Regions from separate parts of the Sus scrofa genome. Here regions 1 and 2 are each linked to region 3. Evidence: chromatin contacts called from public Hi-C data. All regions are on one chromosome and are shown on one strand. The core of a region is the stretch at or near the end of the contact, and the rest is flanking DNA. Distances in the headings are between cores, read along the strand shown.

Region 1 (4,552 bases), core at 1,936-4,435, 34 kb after region 3:
GAATCAGAGCTACGGCTGCCAGCCTGCACCACAGCCACAGCAACTCAGGATCTGAGCCGCATCTGCGACCTACACCACAGCTCACAGCAAGGCCAGCGATCAAACCTGCATCCCCATGGATACTATTCGGGTTCATTTCCACTGAGGAACTCCTGACACATCAGAACCTGAAGGAAGGCCACCCACTCTTGTCTGTGTTTCTCTGGGGGCTTGTTTCTGGGGTTTGCATTACATGTGTGATCCTTCCTTATAGAATCTATAAGAAAAAAAGAAAAGGAAAAACAGAGAGGGAAGGACACAGGACCCAAAATGTCATTTATCCCTTAAGGGAGCCAAGGCCCCAGCTCTGACCCCCCCTTTTGGCAGAGGGGAGCCTGGCTTCCTGTGGTGGCTTCACTTCTCAGACATAGGCTTCACCTCGGCTCCGAAGGTCCCAGATCACCTCACCCCTCCCTGAGAACTCGACTTCTTGTGCAACCACATAAAGGTGACCAGTGTCTGGTGGCTTGTTGGGACAGACGTGTAAGGACTTCCTGTCTTTTGATGCATGCCATTCCTGTGAGCTGGGCTGGGCCTCTGAAGACGAGAGGACCCTGTAGACTTCCGGAGTGTCTCAGCATTCAGACTCTTGGGGTTTGTGGTCTGAGACAGTGTCGTGAACATTGTGTTGTATCAAGTGTGCCTTCTGGGTCCTGCAAAATTAACAAGCAAAGCTTTGTGCAACTCCCCCCGCCAACCAAACTTACCCAGAAGGTCCGAAAGACCCTTGCCCTTGCTGCCTTTGGTGGGGGATGAGTGAATGGCTGGCTAACTCTGGGAGGACGAGGGGACCTGTCTGCCTGAGGGGGTGGTGGCAGCAGGGACCTCCACTAAGACATTCCTTGCTCCCACTCAAAGGTCACCAGAGATTTCTTCAGTACTTGCTATGGCCAAGGGCTGGACACAGGTCCCTGCATTGCAATCATCTTCCCACTTACAGATGAGGAAACTGAGGCTCAGTGAGATTAAGCCAAGAGTCTGGGGAGAGGCTACGGCTGGCCTCAGCCACGCGGAGCCCCTGCAGAGTGGGAAGCAGTCGGCATCCTTGGCTGGCCCACCTCCTGGTGGCCAGTTCTCCTCTGCTTCCCAGGCATCCAGCCCCTTTCCTGGTGAAGGTTTCCAGGGTGGCCGTGGGACCTAAGCAGATCCAGTGGAGTCTCAGATGGTATGCCTTCCAGAAATTTCCAAGCTGACCTTGGAAGAACTGTGAAAGGGGATCTCCAGCAACTCAGTTAAAATTGACCATGTCCCCCTGATGCCCCATGATTCTGGGAATAGGGTGACTAACCCTCCTGGTGTTCCTGGGACTGACCCGATTTTAAAACTCTAAGTCCCGTGTCCTGGGAAAAACCCTCTTTCTCAGGCAAACCAGGAGGGTTGTTCACTCTACGAGGAAGATTGGTCGCTTTGCCTTCCATCTGCGGCTTCTAGGAAGGAAAAAGTGAAGTTGGAGTAAGGCGAGGGGAAATTACAGGAGGGGAAACTCAAGGCAGCCTAGTGGCAGCCTTGCACCTTTCTAGCTGTCCCATGGAAGAGGGGGCTTGGACAAAAGATGGACCAGTATCTCCTTAACTGAACAAGGGCTGGGGTAGTGAGCTTCTCCTGTGGGAACCTTGAGCAGAGCTTCTAGTACAATGGATGCCTCCTTTGGGGCCCCCCTCCAGGTCATTCCCGAGATGACTCTACTTCTTCCACGAAGGAAGACCTCTTTAGCATTCCCACTGTGGCTTAAGACTCCAGCTTCAGTGGCTTGAGTGGCTGGGGAAGTAAGGGTTCGATCCCTTGCCCAGCGCAGTGAGTTAAAGGATCCAGCATTGCCCCAGCTGCAGTGGCCACAGCTCAGGTTCAATCCCTGGCCCAGGAACTTCCGTATGCTATGGGGGGTGGCCATAAAAAAAAAAAAGAAAGAAAGAGAAAGGAAGACAACTTTATTTCTCGGTTTAGAGAAAGCATATAGAAGAATGTAGATGTGTACATACTGATGTGAAAACATGATCACAATCAACTGCTTACGCAAAAAAGAAAAAAGGTTGTGGGATGCCTTGCGCCCTAGGAGCTCTTGTCTGTAAATAAATGCATTAGGAGCAGTCTGCCCACATGACACCTCCTGCTATATTTAACCTCATATCAAAGACAAGCTTAAAGATGCTTGCTTTATTTTTTGGAGAGGAAGAAAAAAAAAAAATACCGCAGCTTTTCTTATAATAATCGTAGTGCTCATGATAACATTCCAAACTTTGAGCTGCTCACTGCGTTTCGCCATAAACATAAGGCCGAGCTTGCCTGGAGATTGCTGTGGTCGCACCAAGTGTTGAGAGAGTTTTCTTGCTTTTTCTGTCCTTCTGGGAACTTGAATTGACGCATCTGCCCGTTTCTATGCCGAGCACTGTGTTTGTGGTTCTTGTCTTACATGGCCAAGCTGTTTTTCATCAAAAGTTTCCTGGTACAGATTTTATGACATTAATGCCCTCTGGCCAAAATGCAGAGTCCACATTTTTGAGCCCACCAGGGCAGCACTGCCATGGAGAGTCTGCAGGAACTGTTTCTCTCTCTTCTGGCTGCAACCTAAGACTTCAGACCACAGCCTCCCTGGTCTGGAGGCTGGACCACCTCCATCAAGCTGGGAAATTCCTCTGCTTGGGCGCCTGAGTTGAGAGGCCAAGCTTGCTCCCTAGCTCACACCCGGGGAAGGCACAGAAAGTAGGTTGCCTAAAGATCCCCAGAGAATGAAGAGCCTTCTACGCTGTCTAACCTCCGACCTCAAATCAAGGGCTACGAGATTGGTAAAATGACTTGCTAGAAAGCTGCCCCTCTTGACAGTTCCTGCAGAGCCTAACAGAGGCGCTCTTTCCTCTCTCTGCCACTGAGTTGTCCCTCCCCCAGGCGGCAGACAAAGCAACGAGACCTGCCGCCTCATTGCCCCACTCGCAGCATCCCCAGGGAGGCATTGGCACAGAAGTGGGTTAATCTCCCAGCCCACCCGAGCTGGCTGTGGGCTTGGCATGACCATCCTCTCCCGTCAGCAGTCAGTCACCCAAACTGGAACCCCAGAGAAGGAAACACCTGTTCGCCCTGTCTTAGGGATGGGCTGCACATTCCCCAAGATACAGAGTGAGTCACCGCAGGCCCATGGAGCGGAATTTACTCATCCCCCAGGAATGGACCCTTGGAAGGCTCCAGAATGACTAGCCTCAAGTGTTCTGTCTCAGGCACAGGGCATTTTCCCCCCCGAACCCTGTCTGCAGTCACTTCCTCTCTGGACACATCCTGTTTCTGAGAGCAGGCGACTTGCCAGGCAGATCGCAGCCTCTGCTGCTGGGAGCAGACGGGCGGAGACATCCTTCCTCTCATTTCTGGTACCTAATCCCATCTTCCTTCCCAGTCAGAGATATTGATCAGCATCTCCGCTTTTCCCAGGTCCCTGCACGCCAGGGAGAGAGCGTATAGCAGGAATATGTTTCTATGGGCAACTCCAACTCACTGGAGATGCTTAGAAGCCACCGCTGATTCGGCGCCAGCTTCGCAGGCGCAGGTAACCAGGACGGGATCTAAGGCAGAGGTCCTTTCTATCCATTCCTTCACTCATACAATAAATATTAAGTATCTACTATGTGCCAAGCCCTATTCTAGATGCTGGGCTATGGAGGTAAACAAAACATAAAAATCAATGTCCTCGTGGCAATTACGTACGATCCTCTGGCAGGGACAGCTGATAAACAAGATAAAACATATAAAAAATTATGGTGCGTAAGATAGTGATAAATGCTAAGTGGAGACAACAAAGCTGGGAAAGAAAATATGAAATGTTGGGTGTGGAGGGAAGTGTGAAATGTTAAACCAGGAGGCTGGAGGCTCCTTGCTGGAAGAGGAGTCTTTCAGTAAAGACTTGAAGGAGGCTGAGTGTAGGGGTAGGGGGCGGCAAGAGCATTCCAGGCAGAGAGAACAGCATGTGCAAAGGCCCTGAGGTAGAAATGTGCCTGGACTGTTGGGTGAACAGGGGAAAGGCCAGTGCAGCTGCAGTGGAGTGAGGAGGGGACAGGCACAGGAGTTAAAGTCAGAGAGGTAAAAGGAGCCATGTCACGCTGCCACCTGTGAGTGGGAGTATGGACTTTCGCTGTCACCCTGTGATATGGGAAGCCACAGGAGAGTTAACAGAGGAGTATCAGGATCTATTTTATGTTTCAACGAGACCTCTTGGGAAGCTATATAGATAGTAGCCTGAAGCGAGTGAGGGCAGGATGTGGAAACCAGGAGACCACTTATATGGGGGACTGCAGGAGACTAGGGGAGAGATAATGGTAGCCTAGAGAGGTAGCAGCAAGGGGTGTTGTGGCTCAGCAGTTTAAGAACCTGACATAGTGACCATGAGGATGCAGGTTCGATCCCTGGTCTCACTCGATGCATTAAGGATCCTGAGTTGCTGCAAGCTGCGGTGTGGGTTGCAAATGCGGCTCAGATCTGGTGTTGCCATGGCTTTGGTGTAGGCTGGAAGCTGCAGCTCTGATTTGACACC
Region 2 (4,438 bases), core at 1,006-3,505, 62 kb after region 3:
GCCTCTGTAGCACAAAGAAGCATTTCTAAAGGATCGTGTTCACTAGTTTACACGTAGTAAGCACTCAGTATTTGTTGAATGAATTTCTAGCACTGTACCTTGAATTTCTAGTCTGTCTTATAGAACTTTATATAATTTTGGATTGCTTTAATTGAGGACTGTATCCAGACTGATGAGATGTTCCTGGGGGCAACCTCATCTGGAGAATAAAATGACAGTACTGATGACTTTTTAAAAAGACTGACATTGAATTAGGATTAAAACATGCTAGACCGTATTAAACATTTAAAATTGCAGTGGAAGGGAGTTCCCATTGTAGCTCAGTGGGTTACAAACGCCACTAGTATCCATGAGTATACAGGTTGATCCCTGACCTTCCTCAGTGGGTTAGGGATCTGGCGTTGCGGTGAGCCATGGTGTAGGTCACAGGCTGGTTGGGATCCCCACGTTGCTGTGGTTGTGGTGTAGGCCAGCAGCTCATCTCCCATTTGACCCCTAGCCTGGGAACTTCCACATGCCACAGGTGCATCCTTAAATAGTGAAGGGGGAAAAAAAAAAAAAAGCAATAGTGGCAGCCTACAAAGGACAAAAAAAAAAAAAAAAAAATCCCCCATGGGTACTTTTGCATGAATACATACTTTTTATTCTGTTTTTAAACTTTGATTATTTGTAAACTCTTCCATATTATATGATCTTCTTAATTGCCACTTAAATGGCAGCATTAAAGCCCATGAAGTTTATGTGATTTACCATTAGGCTGTTAGCTCATCTATCTTTTGTTTTGTTTTTGTCTTTTTAGGGCCACACCTGAGGCATATGGAGGTTCCCAGGCTAGAGGTCTAATCAGAGCTGTTGCTGCTGGCCTAAGCCAGAGCCACAGCAACCCCAGATTCGAGCCATGTCTGCGACCTACACCATAGCTCGCCACAAAGCCGGATACTTAACCCACTGAGCGAGGCCAGGGATCGACCCCACAACCTCATGGTTCCTAGTGGGATTCACTTCCACTGTGCCACAACGGGAATTCCTACCTTCTGTTATTAACCGAACTTTGCAAAGAACATCTTCTGTACTATGTATGATATGTCAAGAATAACTTCCTAAGAGTGCAATTGCAATTACATGGTCAAAGGGTAAGGTACACTTTTTTATTTCAGCTTTTATTTTCTCCTTCTGAGATAACGAAATACAGTTCTGCAGGAAAGCTTTCCATACATTGTTCTCCAAGGCTTATCTTGTTAATAACCCCTTTAAGGCATTATCATCCTCCTATCCTTGCACTACAGCTGAAAAAAGAGCCCAAGTAGGCTGGTAACCTGATCTCATTCACCAGGTGAGTCCTGAATGAAGGTGGCAGCTATGGTATCAGTTGCAAAACACCCCTGGGGATTTGCTGGAACCCTCGGTGTGTCTCTTCCCTCACCCTAGCGACGTTCAACCCAGAGGGCTGCGGATTTAGTTCTAACTTTGCTCGCCCCAGCCTCAGAGAGCCCCTTGCACGCAGTGGGCGTCTTATAAAAGCAGTCTGCATTGCACGGACAAAAGCTCTCTCTATTAAGTGGGCCAAACGCTAAGGCCCTCCTGGCGGCACAGAGCTCCGCGCCAACACCCTGCTCCTTTGTCTACTCCTTCCTCAAGTTCTGCGTGGCATCTTCTGCAACCAAGCACACCGGCCCGGACCGCCGCGCCCAGGCCGACACCGGGCCTGGCGCCCCTGCGCCCCGGGCACCCGGCGCGCGCCCGCACAGGCCCCGCCCACCGGCCCCGCCCTGCCCCGCTGGCCCCGCCTCTCGTCTCCTCCTCTCCTCCCCCCCCCACCCCCCCGAGCAGACGAGTGGCGGCGGCGGCCCCAGGACCGGGTTCCCTCAGACAAGAGGGCGGGTGGAGGAGGAAGCGGCCGAGCCCGAGTCCCGCTCCGGCGCCGCCGAGCACCGCCCGCCTCAGCCCATCAGCCCCGTCGGCTCCTGGGCCTCGCGGAGCCGAGAGGAGGGAAAGGCGGAGGCGGTTGCGTGGAGGCGGCGGGGTGCGGGCGGAGGCGGCGCGGCCGGCCGCGGCTACCGCTTTGTTGTGCGGCCCGGGCGGAGGAAGGAGAAGTGGGAGGAGGGGGGAGCTCGGCGTCCCGCTCCCTCCGCGGCTCATGGCGACGACGCTCGGCACATCCGGGACCCTCCGGCCGTGGCGGCCGCGGCGCCGGCTGCTCGGGCCCCAGCCCCGGCCGCTGTGGTGACTGCGCCGCGCCTCGCCGTCGCCCCCGCCCCGCCCGCCGGCTCCGGGCCCCGCGTCGGGGCCGTAGCCCCGCCGCCGCCGCCCCCGCCGCCGGGGACATGTCTAACCCCGGGGGCCGGAGGAACGGGCCCGTCAAGCTGCGCCTGACAGGTGAGGGGGTTGGGCGGGCGGCGGGAGCCGGGCTGGGGCACCGGTGGGGTGAGCAAGCTGGCGGGGGGTGCCTGTGGCCTTGAGAGGGGCCAGGGTCGCGATCAACGGTGAGTTGGGGGTCGGGGACGTGAAAGGCCTAGTTCAGGAGAGTAATTGCAAAACCACTCTCCCTTGTTTGGAAATTCTTAAAAAAGCCACGGGTGACTCGGGGGTCTTTTGTTGGGGGGGGGGGTGTCCCGGATTGGAATTCCGGGAGGTTTTGAGGTCGAAAAGCCGTGGCGAAGAAACTCGGCTCTCTCCCGGGGCCTCGGGGAGCAGCCCCCGGGCTCCTGCCCAGCTGGGGTCGTCGAGAGGATGAGGAGCTCCTGCGGCGGGGATTATTGAATCCGGCTGCTGGCTGCGCGCAGTAAACACTCCTTAAAGATGGAGCGCTTAACGGGAGGGTGTGTGTGTGTGTTCCCTGGTTGTTAACTTGTTGGCCCACTTATGCCCGCCTGCAAAACCTTTCCTCTCTGCTGCCAGCGGCGGCAGCCGGTGCCACACACCTGAGACGCACGACTTTGAAAGGGAAGGAGACTGAGGTTGACTTTTCCGGTGTGTCTGCCTGATCCGACGACTCGGGCGCATTGTACACTCTGTGTTTTGGAAGTGTTTGATTGTAGGGTAACATGCTTGGGGTTGTTCCTTGTAGGCCGCAGAACTTGTGTTTCACTTCTAGCTCTAGACCTGCTTTAAAAACACATTTTGCGGGTTGGGGGGGATACATTTCTATATACGTGCTCATATAAACTTCAGCGAAGCAAAGTTTTTCTCGTTCCCAACTCTGCACCCCTTTCCTTTCTAAATGGAAAAGAATGGAAGGGTTGCTAGATAGCAGGCTTTTCTTACGAAGTGTTTATGATTCCAAGGGTATTAAATCTTTAACGTTACAGGTACGTTTTGCTTACAGTGCTATTTTTTTTAATATTCTTACATGGTCATGTTACCCCATTTTAAGGAAAAATTGTTTTGGCTTTGAAAAGAGTAGAGACCAGTGTATTTATTCCTAGTTTCAACATTCACTGTTAATAAATTACCCACGTTGATATTCGGATTTGTCATGAGAAAAATGGCTTTCTTTAGAGAATCTGTGTGTACGTGTGTGGGGGTGTGTGTAAGAATAAACTAATTATGTTCGCCTACAGTAGACTTTGAGATTTATATGGACTAATTTTGTAATTGAGTGCTTGTGTGTCACATCCCAGTCCACTGGCTGAACTTTGAAGATAAAAACGTGCAGCTGAATTAGGTATTTGAAAATTTAGCCTTGACTGTATGTTGGCTGCAATTTTTAAAATACATTACTTTCATGACAGTTTTGCTTTCCCTAGGGAAAACCCACAAAAAATTATTAACTGAGTGGTTCTTAATGGAAAACCTGGGTTGCGGGATGCCTGTCCCCTTCATTTCCCCCATTCAGTTTCCTTATTTTCCTATGAGTCAATGGAAACCTTTATAAGGGATCTTTGTTGCTTTAGAGTTTATCTACTGCTGTTCCTCCCTGGAGTTAGTCTTGTGCCCGTGATCATGGAAAGAACCTGTGATTCCAGGTGTGCCAAAAGCATCAAATAGGCTGGTGGCCATTTAATTCCTTCTAGGCTATATTCACAATAGAAAATGAGGGAGAAAATGAGGATTTCGATTTTCTGCAAATAAAATGAGTTTCAGGTTTTTAGTGTGACTTAATCTTAAAGTGTTTTTCTGTGGTTTCCTTACTGCATATGATACATTATAAAAAGTCATGAGTAAAGTTAGGATAAAGATTACACTTATTTTTTGGAGGGAGGTGGAATACTGGGCTAATTTATAGAGTGATTTTGTATTTTTAGATTTTTCTGAGGAATTTTTAATACACTGTATCCCCTTAATTGCAAAAACAGTTGGAGATACTGTCAGTTTCTTAAAATCGTTTTGTTTTGAATTTGTCTCTGTCATATGTCATATTTTAAGAGAAAACCATTCAAATATTAAAAACATTGTCCTCTCCCTTTTGGTTACATATGGTAGATTCTCTTCTGTTTTG
Region 3 (4,566 bases), core at 1,856-4,355:
AAAAAAAAAAAAAAAAAAAAAGTGTAGCCACCTTCAAAATACTACAAACTTTTGAACTTTCTATTGTGGCCCTCCAGCTAACAAATCTGACTAGCATCCATGAGGACACATGCTCGAATCCTGGCCTCGCTCAGTGGGTTAAAGCTCTGGTGCTGCTGTGAGCTATGGTGTAGGCCAGCAGCTGCAGCTCCTATTCGACCCGTAGCCTGGGAACATTCATATGCTGTGGGTGCAGCCCTATAAAGCAAAAAATAAAAAAATTAAAAACTTTAGGTTTATATTTCTAATTTATTTTCTATGTATTGGAGGTGTGCTTTATTTTTTCTGTCTTTTTAGGGCCACACCAACTGCATATGGACGTTCCCAGGCTAGGGTTCGAATCTGAGCTATGGCCACTGGCCTACCCACAGCCACAGCAACACTGGATCCGAGCCACGTCTGCAACCTACACCACAGCTCATGGCAGTGCTGAATCCTTAACCCACTGATCAAGGCCAGGGATTGAACACGCGTCCTTTTGGATCCTAGTCGGATTTGTTAACCACTGAGCCACGACGGGAACGCCCTGTGCTTTATTTTTTAATGCATCATCAGAGCTTGCTTCATGCAGTAGCTTAACACCTCAGATAATCTAGCTATAACTTGACTTGTGGTTGCCAAGGAGGAGGGCAGGGAGTAGGATGGACTGGGAGTTTGGAGTTAGTAGATGCAAACTATTACATTCAGCCTGGATAAGCAATGAGATCCTGCTGTAGAGCACAGGGAACTATAATCACTTGTGATAGAACGTGATAGAAGATAATATGAGAGAAAGTATATACATATATATATGTGTGTGTGTGACTGGGTCACTTTGCTGTACAGCAGAAATTGATAGAACATTGTAAATTAACTATGCTTTACTTAAAGAAATTTAAAAAAGAGGAGTTCCTCTTGTGGTTCAGCAGTAACAAACCCGACTATTATCCATGAGGACGAAGGTTTGATCCCTGGCCCCACTTGGTGGGTTAAGTTTCCCGTGTTGCCATGAGCTTCCATGCAGGTTGCGGACATAGCTCAGATCTGGCGTGGCTGTGGCCGTGGTGTAGGCCCAGCAGCTGTAGCTCTGATTCGACCTCAAGCCTGGGAACCGCCATATGCCGCAGGTGTGGCCCATTTAAAAAAGAAATTAGCAGAGTTCCCGTCATGGCCCAGTGGTTGATGAACCTGACTAGTATCCATGAGGACATGGGTTTGATCCCTGGCCTCGCTCAGTAGGTTAAGGATCTGGCATTGCCATGAGCTGTGGTGTAGGTCAAAGACGCAGCTTGGATTCTTTGTGGCTGTGGCTGTGGTGTAGGCTGGCAACTATAGCCCTGATTGGACCCTTACCTGGGAACCTCCATATGCCTTGGGTGCTGCCCTAAAAAGCAAAAAAAAAAAAAAAAAAAGAAAGAAATTAGCGGTAATTTGACTAAAGAACTCAAGCTGAACAGGAGTTTTAACTGCTGTCCCTAAAAGATGGCATTTGATGGACCTTCGTTCCAGAAGCATGATGAGGTACACTAAGAATGGGGTGGCTTTGTCCCCGGAAAGAGTTGATGGCAGGGGGTTATATTTCTCTGTGGCCTCCAGTTCAGCTTCCCCGAAGGCCCCAGAGGGTGGGCGGTAACAGACATGCAGTTTGGCTCCCGTCCTCCTGCTGACAGCCAGGTCTGAGAGGCAAATCCCAGCCTTCCCAATGCTGGATCCCAAGCACGTAGAGGGGAATGGTTTCTAATTGTTCTTAGGGAGCAGGGAACTTGCCTGGCCTTCAGCAGCATAATCGGATCTGTCATTCTCTTCGGGAATTGGCTGGCTTTCTCCGCCTTGTTCTTTGCTTGGGAGGCAAAACTGCCATTTCCCCCTGGTATTTCGGCCGTGGTAATCCTGCTAGCCCTTTCATCGGAGCCTGGGGGAATGCGCTGGCCAAAGTCACAGCTGGCTCCCAGATGGCTCTCATGACCCCACCAACATCCCAGCATTGATTTGCTTGGGAGGCTTAAACGTGGCCAGCAGGGCAGGCTGCCTGCGGACCCCCACCCTAAGAGATTTATGGGCTCAGGCCTTGGAGGGGGCAAATCTCTGGAGGTGGGATGGGGCTAATCAGCCTCCTTCTGTTGCACGTTCTAGAATTCTGCCTAAAACAGAAGAGGCTGACCTCATTCTTAACCCCACCCGGAGATGGCAGATAACTAGATAACTAGCAAGCTGTTACTGACATTGCTAAGCCACCTGGCAAGGAACGTTTCTTTCGGAGTTCCCTTGTGGCACAGCGAGTTAAGGAGCCGGTGCTGTCCCTGCCGTGGCTGGGGTCGCTGCTGCGCCGCAAGTTTGGTCCGTTCCTGGCCTGGGAATTTCCACGTGCCGTGGTTCGGTCCAAAAAGAAAGAGAAAGTTTCCTTCTCTCTCTCTCTCTCCCCTCGCTTCCCTCTCTTCTCCTCCCCTTTCTCCCCCCACACACACACACACACACACACACACACACACACACACGCCGGAGAGTTCTCCTCTAGGGCATGTTCTTTAAGACACCGAGTATGACATCAAAATGATCTAAGGAGATTGTCATCTCCAATTCCCAGAATAAGAGTCTCCATCCCATTCAGGTGGAAATGAGCAACAGAGCCCACATAGTTTCTCGTTGCAAAGAAATTCTTCGGCGTCTATTTCCTGGAGATAATGTAGAGAATGTTAGCAGGTCTCTAACATACTTCAGCTGTTCAGGAAATACTTGAAATAATTTCCTGCTCTAGAGAATAGGAGGAGGGCCAGAAAGTTGGAAAGTATTACTCTCTTTTCTTTACCGTCTCAAATGCACTTCCCAAGGACTCCTTCCTCTATTCACACACCGGCTCCTATGAGCTCTTTTCTGGCTCTCTCAGCCTTTTTATGCGGGAATGTTCTTTTCAAGAGTGTGGCAGGAATCCTAGTAGCTTGGACTTCCCATCGCATCCTGGCCTGAGCTTCCTAAGGAACTTTACAAATATGAACTAATTAAGCTTGGAAAGCCCCATGAGAGCTCCCCGCCAGCCGCTGTTGAAATGTGGCCAGCTCGGAGGTGGACCAGCCGCTGTTTTTTCGCCCTGCACAGCAACCATTCAAACAGTGGAGAGGAAGGGAAGTGGGCTGCCTAATGCGATTGAAACTACAAGGAAGAAGCCAGCTGGGCAGCCCGTAATTAATTGCCTCCTTGATTTGCTTTTGTGTTGCATTCCGTGGGGTTCAGATCCTGGTGTTGAAATGGGGTCATTTCAAGTCATTGCAAAAAAATGTAACACGTCCCAGAGTCATTTTTATCTAAAGCAGTGGTTCTTAGAGTTCCCTGGTGGCTTAGTGGGTTAAGGACCTGGCGTCATCACTGCTGTGGCTCAAGTGGCTGCCGCGGTGCTGATTTGATTCCCGGCCCTGGAATGACCTCATGCCACGGGTAAGGCGGAAAAAAAAAAAAAAAAGTTGCTCTCCATCGAAGGTGCTTTTGCAACTCCAAGGGGATGGATGTCGGACAATCTGGAGGTTCATCTTGAGGACACAACTGGTTTCCAAGTGGGTAGAGATCAGGGGTCCTACTGAGCATAGTCTCTACAGCACAGAACAGACGACTCCCCCTCCCCTGACCCCCACAGTAAAGAATGATCTTGCTCGACATGCCAGTGGTGCTGAGGTTGAAAAACCCTGGCGTCAGTCTTCCAAGTGACTCAGCGATGGCTTGTGTCCTCTCTCTCAGCCCTGCATCTGGTGACCTGTCAGCCCATTCAGACCTAGGAACTAAGCTGGGTTCCTGGGCTCAGCCTGGAGCATGAGGACAATCTCCCAAGCCGTGTGGGTTGAAGACACACCTCTCCCCACACCCGGGTTCCCTGGAACCAGGTGCATTTTGCATTGTCCTTTTAGAAAAGGAACCACTTTGGCCACGGCTTCCGGTTGGGCCCCCCGAGCTTCGTGGTCCTGTTTGCCCCACAATAAATAGACTGAGCCATTCTGTTGCTCTGGCAGGGCCTCTTCAGTGAGCAGCTATTTCTCTTCTCCCTCCTCAAGGCCCAAGGAGATCCCAGGCTGTCACTGTCCAGCCTTCAGCAAGAGGCAGCCACAGGGAATTCCAGCCGAGGGACAGAGACTGGAGAATTTCACTTTCATCTCTCATTTTTGCAAACTTGAACTGTCCTTGGGAGTTCTCCCTATGGTGCAGCGGGTTAGGGATCTGGCATGGTCTCTGCAGCAGCCCAGCTTTGATCCCTGGCCGGGCACAGTGGATTAAAGAGCCAGCGTCGCGGAAGCTGTGGTGTAGGTCGCAGATGCGGCTCGGAATCGATCCCTGGCCCAGGGAACTTCCACATGCTGTGGGTGCAGCTGACAACGAAAGAACCGAACTGTCCTTCGTGGAGGATCCTCCTGGACAGCCCTATGCAGTCCCTCGCTCTTCTCTGCCACCCGCTTTGGCCCCCTCCTGCCACTGCCCTCACCAAGTTGTGTCTATACCATTCCTTAGGGGAAGGGGGTCCCGTCATCCTGCTGACCATGGGCCGCCTGAGGACAATGTATATTCTTA

Evidence for each region. Hi-C and Micro-C count contacts between places; a contact is called where the count stands out from the background.
Region 1: a Hi-C map of skeletal muscle shows a contact between it and region 3, with 6 times the contacts expected there. The contact joins two enhancer-like sites. A contact is called at or near these places in 5 of 47 Hi-C or Micro-C datasets (embryonic fibroblasts, fibroblasts, heart right ventricle and 2 more) and 1 of 2 datasets of contacts at active chromatin or transcription factors (skeletal muscle).
Region 2: a contact with region 3 is called in a Hi-C map of embryonic fibroblasts, with 2.0 times the contacts expected there. The contact joins the promoter of SMURF2 here to the enhancer-like site in region 3. A contact is called at or near these places in 1 of 5 promoter capture datasets (liver), 6 of 47 Hi-C or Micro-C datasets (alveolar macrophages, embryonic fibroblasts, fetal skeletal muscle and 2 more) and 2 of 2 datasets of contacts at active chromatin or transcription factors (alveolar macrophages and skeletal muscle).

Annotation. Positions count from the first base shown.
Region 1 is chr12:14,338,111-14,342,662 of Sscrofa11.1, forward strand. No RefSeq gene overlaps it. Among named protein-coding and RNA genes, the nearest start is that of SMURF2, 28 kb to the right of the region's middle. Within about 2 kb of position 3,186, at least 28 of the 83 cell types and tissues checked have an H3K27ac peak or open chromatin away from gene starts, as enhancers often do. A contact at or near this core is called in embryonic fibroblasts and skeletal muscle, where this site is marked.
Region 2 is chr12:14,366,428-14,370,865 of Sscrofa11.1, forward strand. It overlaps SMURF2 (E3 ubiquitin-protein ligase SMURF2), which reads left to right and starts at 2,256. Exons shown (of 18, transcript XM_021066754.1): 1 at 2,256-2,376. The coding sequence starts at 2,325.
Region 3 is chr12:14,304,011-14,308,576 of Sscrofa11.1, forward strand. No RefSeq gene overlaps it. Among named protein-coding and RNA genes, the nearest start is that of KPNA2, 21 kb to the left of the region's middle. Within about 2 kb of position 3,106, at least 31 of the 83 cell types and tissues checked have an H3K27ac peak or open chromatin away from gene starts, as enhancers often do. A contact at or near this core is called in alveolar macrophages, embryonic fibroblasts, fetal skeletal muscle and 2 more, where this site is marked.